3 separate regions of the Mus musculus genome follow, and regions 1 and 2 are each linked to region 3. A link is a contact called in public ChIA-PET data. All regions are on one chromosome and are shown on one strand. Each heading gives the region's core, a stretch centred on a gene start, on an enhancer-like site or on the middle of the called end of the contact. The rest is flanking DNA. Distances are from core to core; before and after follow the strand shown.

What was found. ChIA-PET counts read pairs in DNA pulled down with a chosen protein or histone mark.
Region 1: an RNA polymerase II ChIA-PET map of effector CD8 T cells shows a contact between it and region 3, with 9 read pairs. The contact joins two enhancer-like sites. A contact is called at or near these places in 1 of 115 datasets of contacts at active chromatin or transcription factors (effector CD8 T cells) and 1 of 9 other capture datasets (adipose tissue).
Region 2: an RNA polymerase II ChIA-PET map of effector CD8 T cells shows a contact between it and region 3, with 14 read pairs. The contact joins the promoter of Mpzl3 here to the enhancer-like site in region 3. A contact is called at or near these places in 2 of 484 Hi-C or Micro-C datasets (memory CD8 T cells and nephron progenitors), 2 of 115 datasets of contacts at active chromatin or transcription factors (effector CD8 T cells and embryonic stem cells) and 2 of 9 other capture datasets (liver and pancreatic islet).

Annotation. Positions count from the first base shown.
Region 1 is chr9:44,645,194-44,647,893 of GRCm38.p6, reverse strand. No RefSeq gene overlaps it. Among named protein-coding and RNA genes, the nearest start is that of BC049987, 26 kb to the left of the region's middle. Within about 2 kb of position 1,298, at least 107 of the 459 cell types and tissues checked have an H3K27ac peak or open chromatin away from gene starts, as enhancers often do. A contact at or near this core is called in effector CD8 T cells, where this site is marked.
Region 2 is chr9:45,053,782-45,056,481 of GRCm38.p6, reverse strand. Mpzl3 (myelin protein zero-like 3) reads right to left here and starts at 1,301. Exons shown (of 6, transcript NM_001093749.3): 1 at 1,164-1,301. The coding sequence starts at 1,239. It overlaps Mpzl2 (myelin protein zero-like 2), which reads right to left. Exons shown (of 6, transcript NM_007962.4): 6 at 2,439-2,700.
Region 3 is chr9:44,867,713-44,870,412 of GRCm38.p6, reverse strand. The region is part of intron 1 of Kmt2a (lysine (K)-specific methyltransferase 2A); the gene reads left to right. Gm39326 (a long non-coding RNA gene) reads right to left here. Exons shown (of 4, transcript XR_870694.3): 1 at 1-2,700. Among named protein-coding and RNA genes, the nearest start is that of Kmt2a, 12 kb to the left of the region's middle. Within about 2 kb of position 1,427, at least 57 of the 459 cell types and tissues checked have an H3K27ac peak or open chromatin away from gene starts, as enhancers often do. A contact at or near this core is called in effector CD8 T cells, liver and memory CD8 T cells, where this site is marked.

The DNA.
Region 1 (2,700 bases), core at 49-2,548, 220 kb after region 3:
CCCAGGTTGGCTCCAACTCACGGCCATCCTCCTGCTTTAGTCTCTTGTGCTGCACAGTCTCTTTAACCCACTAATGTCCTAGGCTCCTGTCAAATGAGATGAACACACTTCCTCCCTATTTAAGTCACTGTTTCTCAGATTTCTGTCCTGTCTGCGGCTGAGTGGCATCTTTAATGGCACCCTCTGCAGAGTGGTCCTTGTTGATCTCTAAGTTTGGGGTCAGCCTGGTCTATAGAGTAAGTTCTAGGACAAGTGAGGACTACACAGAGAAACCCTGTCTTGAAAAACAACAAACAAACAAACAAGCATAAAACAAATAAACAAAAACAAAAGAAAAAACCACAACCCCCTCCCCCCAAGCCCCACTTCCCATTAGGACCCATATGTCCATAACATTTCCAGCCAGGTGACAAGGTCTTGTCCTCTGTCTCTTTCTGTGCATGTAGGAGTGCGTGTATCAGAAGCCAGAAGTCAGCGTGAAAACTCTTTCTCAATTGCTCTCCATTTTGGTGTCTGAGGAAGGTATTCCTACAGATCCCAGAGCTCACCGACTTGACTACACTGGCGGACTAGAAATTCCCAGGGATGCTCCTGCCTCTGCCTCCTCGGCACTGCCACCACCGGCGGGGTGCTGGAGATCCAAACTTAGGTCCTGCAGCTTGTGAGGCAGGCACTCTGGGGTCTGTGCCATCACCGCAGCCCCATTTGGAGCTGTTCCGTATTCATGCCTGCCTCATCTGTGGCCAGCTGAGGCTACAGGAAGAGTTAAAAGTGCTCAGCCCTAAAAACATACAGACAAGTAGCATTCTACAAGCTGAACAGGTTGTATTTATGTATCTAAGTACACACACACACACACACACACACACACAGAGAGAGAGAGAGAGCAATAATTTATGCAAAAGAGAGGCAATGAGCCGGGCTTGGTGGAGCACGCCTTTAATCCCAGCACTCGGGAGGCAGAGGCAGGTGGATTTCTGAGTTCGAGGCCAGCCTGGTCTACAAAGAGAGTTCCAGGACAGCCAGGGCTATACAGAGAAACCTTGTCTCAAAAAACCAAACCAGAGAGAGAGGGAGAGAGAGAGAGAGAAAGAGAGAGAGAGAGAGAGAGAAGCAATGAATTTGAAATAAAGAAAGAAGGGGTGTGTATGGGAAGGCTTGGAGGGATGAAAGGAAGAAACGACACAGTGATATTATAGTCTCAAAAAATAAAAGAAATACTTTTTAAAGGCTGTGTTGTCTACATAGGCATGCCAGCAGCTGCTCCCCTGCTGGTGTAGAACAGCTACCTTCCTCACTCTTGCCTGTCAGGTGTGCCCCTGTCTCAGCCGCCTGCACTTCAAGGCCTTCTCAGGCAAGGAGCTCCTGGTTCTCTGGATGTTTGGTGATGCCACAATGACATGACTTCTTTGTCCCAGTCCTGGGGTGCTGAGGTGGTCAAGGTCATGACCCGTGACAAGATATCTATGGACAGCAAACTGTTAAACTGCCCCACGTGTCCTGCTCTGCCGTGCCCCGCTATATGTAGCCAACTAGAATGCCATTTGAAAACTAAAATCTCCCATCAGGCTGGGCGGTTTGGCCCCATTCGGCAGGAGGGGAAAGGGCCAGTGTGGCTGCAGGCTGGCCCTAAACATCAGCTTCCAGCCCGCGGAGCTGCAGGCTTCCGGTGCTGGGCGGGGCCAGAGCCGTGGGACCGCAGGCCTCGGTGGTGTGACTGATCCTCTGAACACTAATAGGAAGCCACACACCGTTCATTCTCCTAGAATAGCTACGCACCTGCAGATAAGCAGTTTCTGTTGTGGTGAGAAACAGCACAAGAGAGAGATGTAAAGGTAGGCCAGGGCCCAGCCGGTCCCGACCGTGACAATTCTTTTTTGTGGTGAAGTTTTTGTGGTCCTCACACCTCCTACTCACTTTCAATCAGTGCCACCTGCAAGCCATCGGCCACTCTGGCCACACAGACACCTATGCCGAGGGCCAGCCAAGCCTGTCCCCAGACCACTCAACTGAGATTGCTGAGGCCACTCTCACTGAGAGCCTAAGAGATAGGCCCTGGTTTGGCCTCATTTGGTCTCCATAAGTCCATTGCAGTCACTACGGTTTGTTGGGGTCTTAGTTTCCTCTTTTGCAAAGCAGGACTAATGGTAGCTCTCTTCAGAAGCTATTGTGAGACAGAAGGACTGCATGTGGCCAGCTGAGGGCGGTGCCTGTCCTGTTTATGGGTGGAGATGCTCCAGCTGGCCTCCTGCCCTATTGTGCAGCCTGTCCCTGTCGCGTGGCTGAGGAATACTCCACTGAAGCTTGAGAGAAAGTTTGACTAAGACGTGATCTATGTGCTGGCTAGTTTTATGTCAACTTGTTTCAAGCTGGGGTCATCAGGGAGGAGGGAGCCTCAGCTGAGACAATGACTCCATAAGATTGGGCTTAGATGACAATGTAGGGCATTGTCTTAATTAGTGATTAATGGGGGAGGGCCTAGCCCATTCTGGTTGGTTCCTGGTTCTATAAGAAAGCAGGCTGAGCAAGCCAGGAGGAGCAAGCCAGTAAGCAGCACCACTCCATCGCCTCTGCATCAGTTTCTGCCTCCAGGATCCTGTCCTGCTTGAGTTCCTGTCCTGACTTCCTTTGGTGATAAATGGTGAGGTATAAGGGTAAGCTGAATAAACCCTCTTCTCGCCAGGTTGCTTTGGTCATGGT
Region 2 (2,700 bases), core at 52-2,551, 190 kb before region 3:
ACAGCCCTGCTGTGTGTGTGTGTATGTATGCATATATATATATATATATGAGTTTATATGAGGTGACAGTAGGCCTGGCTCTGTTGTAAAAAGAACTCAGAGGGAAAACTGGACATTTATGATGACATAGGTAGCTGGGAGGGATCAGGGAGTGTGCTGGCAACATGCAGATTAGTCACCAGATAAACAAAAACCTCCTCATCTTACCTGATGAGACTCAGCCACCTAATACTTACACAATATTAAAGACCCCTTTCAGAAATGTCCATTATTTTCAGAGAAATGCTACAATACAACAATTCATTCTAATGCTAGCTATACCAGTATTCCATTTCTTAGGAAGACACACACACACACACACACACACTAATCAAGAGAATATTCGCATTTCAAAATGAAGCTAATTAGTTTGGATTGAAATTTAGAAATTGGAATAGCATGAAAGTAAAATTATCCAAACCTTACAATAGTGTCATTATGGCAACACTGTACTGACAATAGTTAAAAGATTCAAGTTTCAGAAGAATGGCTATGACTTTTCTTATACTTCAGAATGTTTAGAAAGTCCTAAGGTGCCTTTTCTTCAGCAATATGCCTGCTATAAGAAAAATCACACTATAACTCTTGTCTAAAATGTTTTATTTAAAAGCCCCTGAAATAAAATCACTAAGTCATGATTTTCCTTTTTTCCTCTTCTTCTTCTTTCTTCCTTTCTTTTCTTTTTTTTTTTTTTTTTCCTTTTTTTCCCTAGCCCTGATTGTGTCTCTCAAAATAACTGGAACACGAATTGCCCGGTTTCCGACCAGGGTGTAACAGCAACTCAGAACCCTGGCAGACAAGCACAGAGAATCTCACAAGAGCAGTGAGTGTCCGCCAAGCCTGTGCTCGCTGTGGTTTCGTCAAGGCATCATCAAGGCGGTGTCAAGTCTCACAAGGTGGTCGGGCTCTGAGAGCTGAGGGGAACCAACTCTCCGCAGTGGGAGGTGCTAGCCGGGAAAGAAAACCATCCCACACCCCCTCCTTCCCTTCCTTCCTTCCTTCCTTCGCAGAAGCCGAGCGGGGGCTTTTCTGAGACCCCCCAACCCGGAACCGGAAAAGCGACCATCTTTCCTGACCCCCCCGCCCCCTGCCGGAAGTGGAGTCCAGCCAGCTGGCGCACTCACCCTGGACGACTAGGATGCTCAGCAGTGGAAAGAGAGCGCAGCCACGGCCTCCTACTGTTCCTCTTGCCAGCTGCATCCCGACAGCTCTTCCGATACTTACACACCCTCTTTACGCCTCCCGGGGACCATGCAGGTGGTGCCGGAAGTGACGTCATGTCGGGAGTCACCTTTGAAAGAGCCGTCCCGGACCCAACCTCAATCAGGGACAAGGATTGTTACTAGAATCGTACCCGGTTACCCTCATCAGCGGTTCTTTGACTCTCAGGAGGATCTGATTGCGCTCTTCTGCTTCAGATTGGCTACAGACTGAAAAAACAGTTCTATTTTTATGGAATTCCAGGGAACCAGGCTCGATCCTCCGACTGTAATCCAGAAGTTATCTCTCTAGAATATCTAAGTTGAACCCTCACAAAAGATTCTCATACATTTGAAGTTCAGGAAAACGTAGGCGACCATCCAAGATCAGAATAAATATATCTTTTTTGGGTCCTTTGGTAAATACGTGCAAGCGTCGTCATTTGTGTACCTTTTAATGTAGCCATTACATCATTCAGAATTGGATGTTTATTAAATTACTGCAGTGACAGTGATGATGAAATCATTACAGTGTGTATTAAAGGAGAGGAGGAACTTGGGTTTGTGTATCTTTGCATTTTAAAAGTAAGGATATCATTATCACGGTACTTGACGTGGAATGAGACAGTCTAACATGCTCTGAAAGAAAGGGTGGAAAGGACCCCGCTTTACTGGTGTAATCACTCAATTCTCCTGGACCCGCCATGGTTAATGAAAGTAAAAGGGAATAAAAAGCCTCAGCTTTTGGAAATATTTCATAGCTGACATTTTCCATTGGCATACTTTACTAGACTTGGAAGCCGGTAGTTTTTTCTATGAGAAGAATCAAGAGTAGAAAAACAAATATCCTTGTTTCTAAAGTTCCCAAACTAAGTCAGGTAGGATGGCAAAAGCCTGTAAATCCAAGATCTGCAAGACTGGGGCAGAAGAACTAAGGACAACCTGGACTTCAGTCGTAAGACTCAGATTAGGGTTAGGTCCAAGAAATGAGTCTTCCAAATGTGTGCTATCATTTTGCCCATTTCCCAGTCCTCCAAAGCAATATGTGAAGCCTATAGAAATATAAAACTACTAGAAATTAATTTCATCAATTAATGATTGCTCTGCGTGTCTAACTCTACTATCTACCAAGAAAACTTGAGCAAAGTTAAACATCTTCCCTTGTTTTCCATTAACTGCTGTTGTGAATTTTGCAGATTTGTTTGTAAGCAAATAATAAAAATCATAGTTCTTTATTACTAAGGGTTTATTTACACAGTGATTCATGCATAATAAAAAATAAGTTACAGTACAAAAGTACTCTTAGGAAGGAGACACTGAACAAGAACCTGATATCCCATGAGTATTCAAACAAGACACAAGCTGCAAGTTCCCTGGAGACATTCTCTGTGAGTTTTTAACTACTTCATTACAAATATGAAATATACACAGGCCATCTGTTTAAAGAAATATCCAGTTGTTA
Region 3 (2,700 bases), core at 178-2,677:
CTACCTGTCAAGGCTGGGTGCATTTCTAAGTCATGGCTTGTTTTACAGTGCTAAGTTTTTGTGTAAAGTGGATCAGTGAGTATTTATTGAACTCTTAGGGACACTTTGCAAGGTTTTACTAAACTAGGAGAATGTGTACAGCTAGGTGATTTTGACTTTGTCTGGGGAGATGGCTCCGTGGGTAAGAATGTTTGCCCTTTGCATGCTCACATGAGGGTGTGAGCTGGGATGCCCATCACCCATGTAAAGCCAGTCATGGCTGCATGTGCCTGGAACTCCAGTCCTGAGTTGAACAGGGACACATGGATCCTAGGAGCTCACTGGCCAGCCAGCCTTGTCAGAAATGTTGAGTTCCAGGTCCAGTGAGAGACCCCTGTCTCAAGGTGGTAATGCAGAGAGTCCTCTGTATGCTCAAGCATGCACACCCCATACACATGTGCATACACACACGTATTGCAGAGGAAAGTATAAGAGCCATCACAGGACTTGTTAATGAATCATTATTAATTACTATATGAGATAGTGTCTTGCTATGTAGCCCTAGCAACCACTAGAACTACTTATGCACATTAGGCTGACCTCAGTCAAACTCAGGGATCCATCTACCTCTGCCTCCCATACAGGACTTAGCTTTAAAAGCACCCCAAGGCAGGGGTTTTGAAGTGGTGTTGAGGTACTCTGATTAGTCGGCATTATCTTTTATACAGATAGCATTTAGCTCGGGCCATCCCCTTGCTTGGATGTTGTCTCCATTCCTAGGTTCTTTAGCTCTAAAGGGATGAGGAGACCTTGGTGATGGTTGTGAGGAGACACAAAAGCTGATACTATAATTGGAAGTCAGGAAGGAGAGGTTGAACAAGTGAAGGGTTAAGGGATGACTTACAATTCTTCAAAAACTCTAGCTCCACTGGTACGGGGATAAGAGAAAATAGGTTTAAACTGATAGGAGAATGGTGTAGAAAGAACTTGTTGCTAATGATGGTTGTCATAGTGATGGAAAAAGGTTACCAAAATAATCCTCTCCGGAGGTAAAAGCACAGTTCTGCCTACATATGTATAAAATGACCTCTCTCTACCTCCCCTTCCTGTGAATCGATAAATATAGCCTCACTCAGCTTCTTGAGGACATGGATCGGGTTTTATATATTTTAATATTCCTCAAGGGTCCCAGGGCCTCACTGGCTTCTCAAGAAGTATTTGATTTGGATTGTCAATTTATGATGATAATTAATTTTTGTAGTAAGCTTCCAGAGAAATGTCTTTATGGAATAATGGTTTTTTGTAGTGGTTTTATAGGAGAATAAAAACTTTTTAAAGTGAAGCTGAAAGACAAATCTTAGACATCAAAAAGAGCTGGGAGTAAGTAGACATGGTCCTCACACAGGAAGTAAGTTTCTGTCTCTCTGTGGCTCCAGAAGCCTGCATGTGGAGGGTTGTGGCAGGGCTTGCAAGTCGCTTCCAGTCTTCATGTGAGTGAGTCTGATATAAACCTCTGACCCTTGGCTTTTGAGTCTGTGTGGAGGGTTTGCATCACTCAGAATGAAACCTTTTTAGATATGTTGGGTTACAGAAAGCATTTCCTGTACAGTCAGACCGAGAGCTGTGAAGTTGGGATTATTCATCTAGATTACTAAAACTCTGGGCAGAATTAATACTCACACCAGGCGTCTTCCCGCCGCCAGGCCTCCATTGTGGTGTTAAACTGTTAGAATTTTTTAATTCAGCGCTGGGAATTGAGTATCATTGCCTTCTTCTGTTAAGTAGATTACTACTTAGTTTATTCTCTTAAGTTTCATCAAGTCCCTTTAACCAGCTATGCTCATACAGTTCTTAGAAGCCGGTTTACTGCGGGAATCCTGCGAGCCAAGGGCGGGCCGCTCCCTGGGGGCATGGTTGCTGCCATCAGAGACAGAGAACAAACTCAGACTTCACGTGTAGTTTTACAGTGCTAACCATGCTGGTCCTCACTCACAGAAGGGAGAAGACAGAAACGTGGAATTCCCTCTTACTTTCTCTGTTCTTCTTGATTTTGTTTTTGTTTTTGAGACCAGGCTGGCCTTGTATTCACAGAGATCTACCTGCTTCTGCCTCCCAAGTACTGGAATCATAGGCATGCCATACCCGTTGGTCTGTTCATATTCTCTCTCTCTCCCTCCCTCCTCCTCCTCCTCTTCCTCCTCTTCCTCCTCTTCCTCCTCCTCCTCAGTAATTTTTTTTGAAATTCACAGTGCATTCCAATTGCATTCTCTCTTCTTCTTGAAAGACTCCAGTATCAGAGCACTTTAAAAAATACCAGGGACTTTCTTTAAAAAGTAGTTAATGCCATCTAATATGGGCTTCTCAGAACTTGATAGTAAGCTTCCAAACATGAAATAGTTATCAATAGACCATGAGTTCTCCAACTATATTATTTGACCATTATGTCCTAAAAGATAATGAACTGACAGAGACCTTGGAAGCCTTGTTGCTTTCCTAAATGGGATGTTCATGTTATTCTTCACACTGCCTTTGCGGTGAGATGGCCCTGTTTGTTTTAGAGGGAAGGAAGTTGTGGCTTTCTCAGTGATACCCAACTTGCTATTGGTCATTCAGTAGCCCGTAGTCCTAAAAGGAAAGATGAAACTTGATTTTGCATCTTGAGAACAAACCAGGAGAGAACTGAACTCTTACAGTGGAAGCATGCACTTGAGAGCCAGGCAT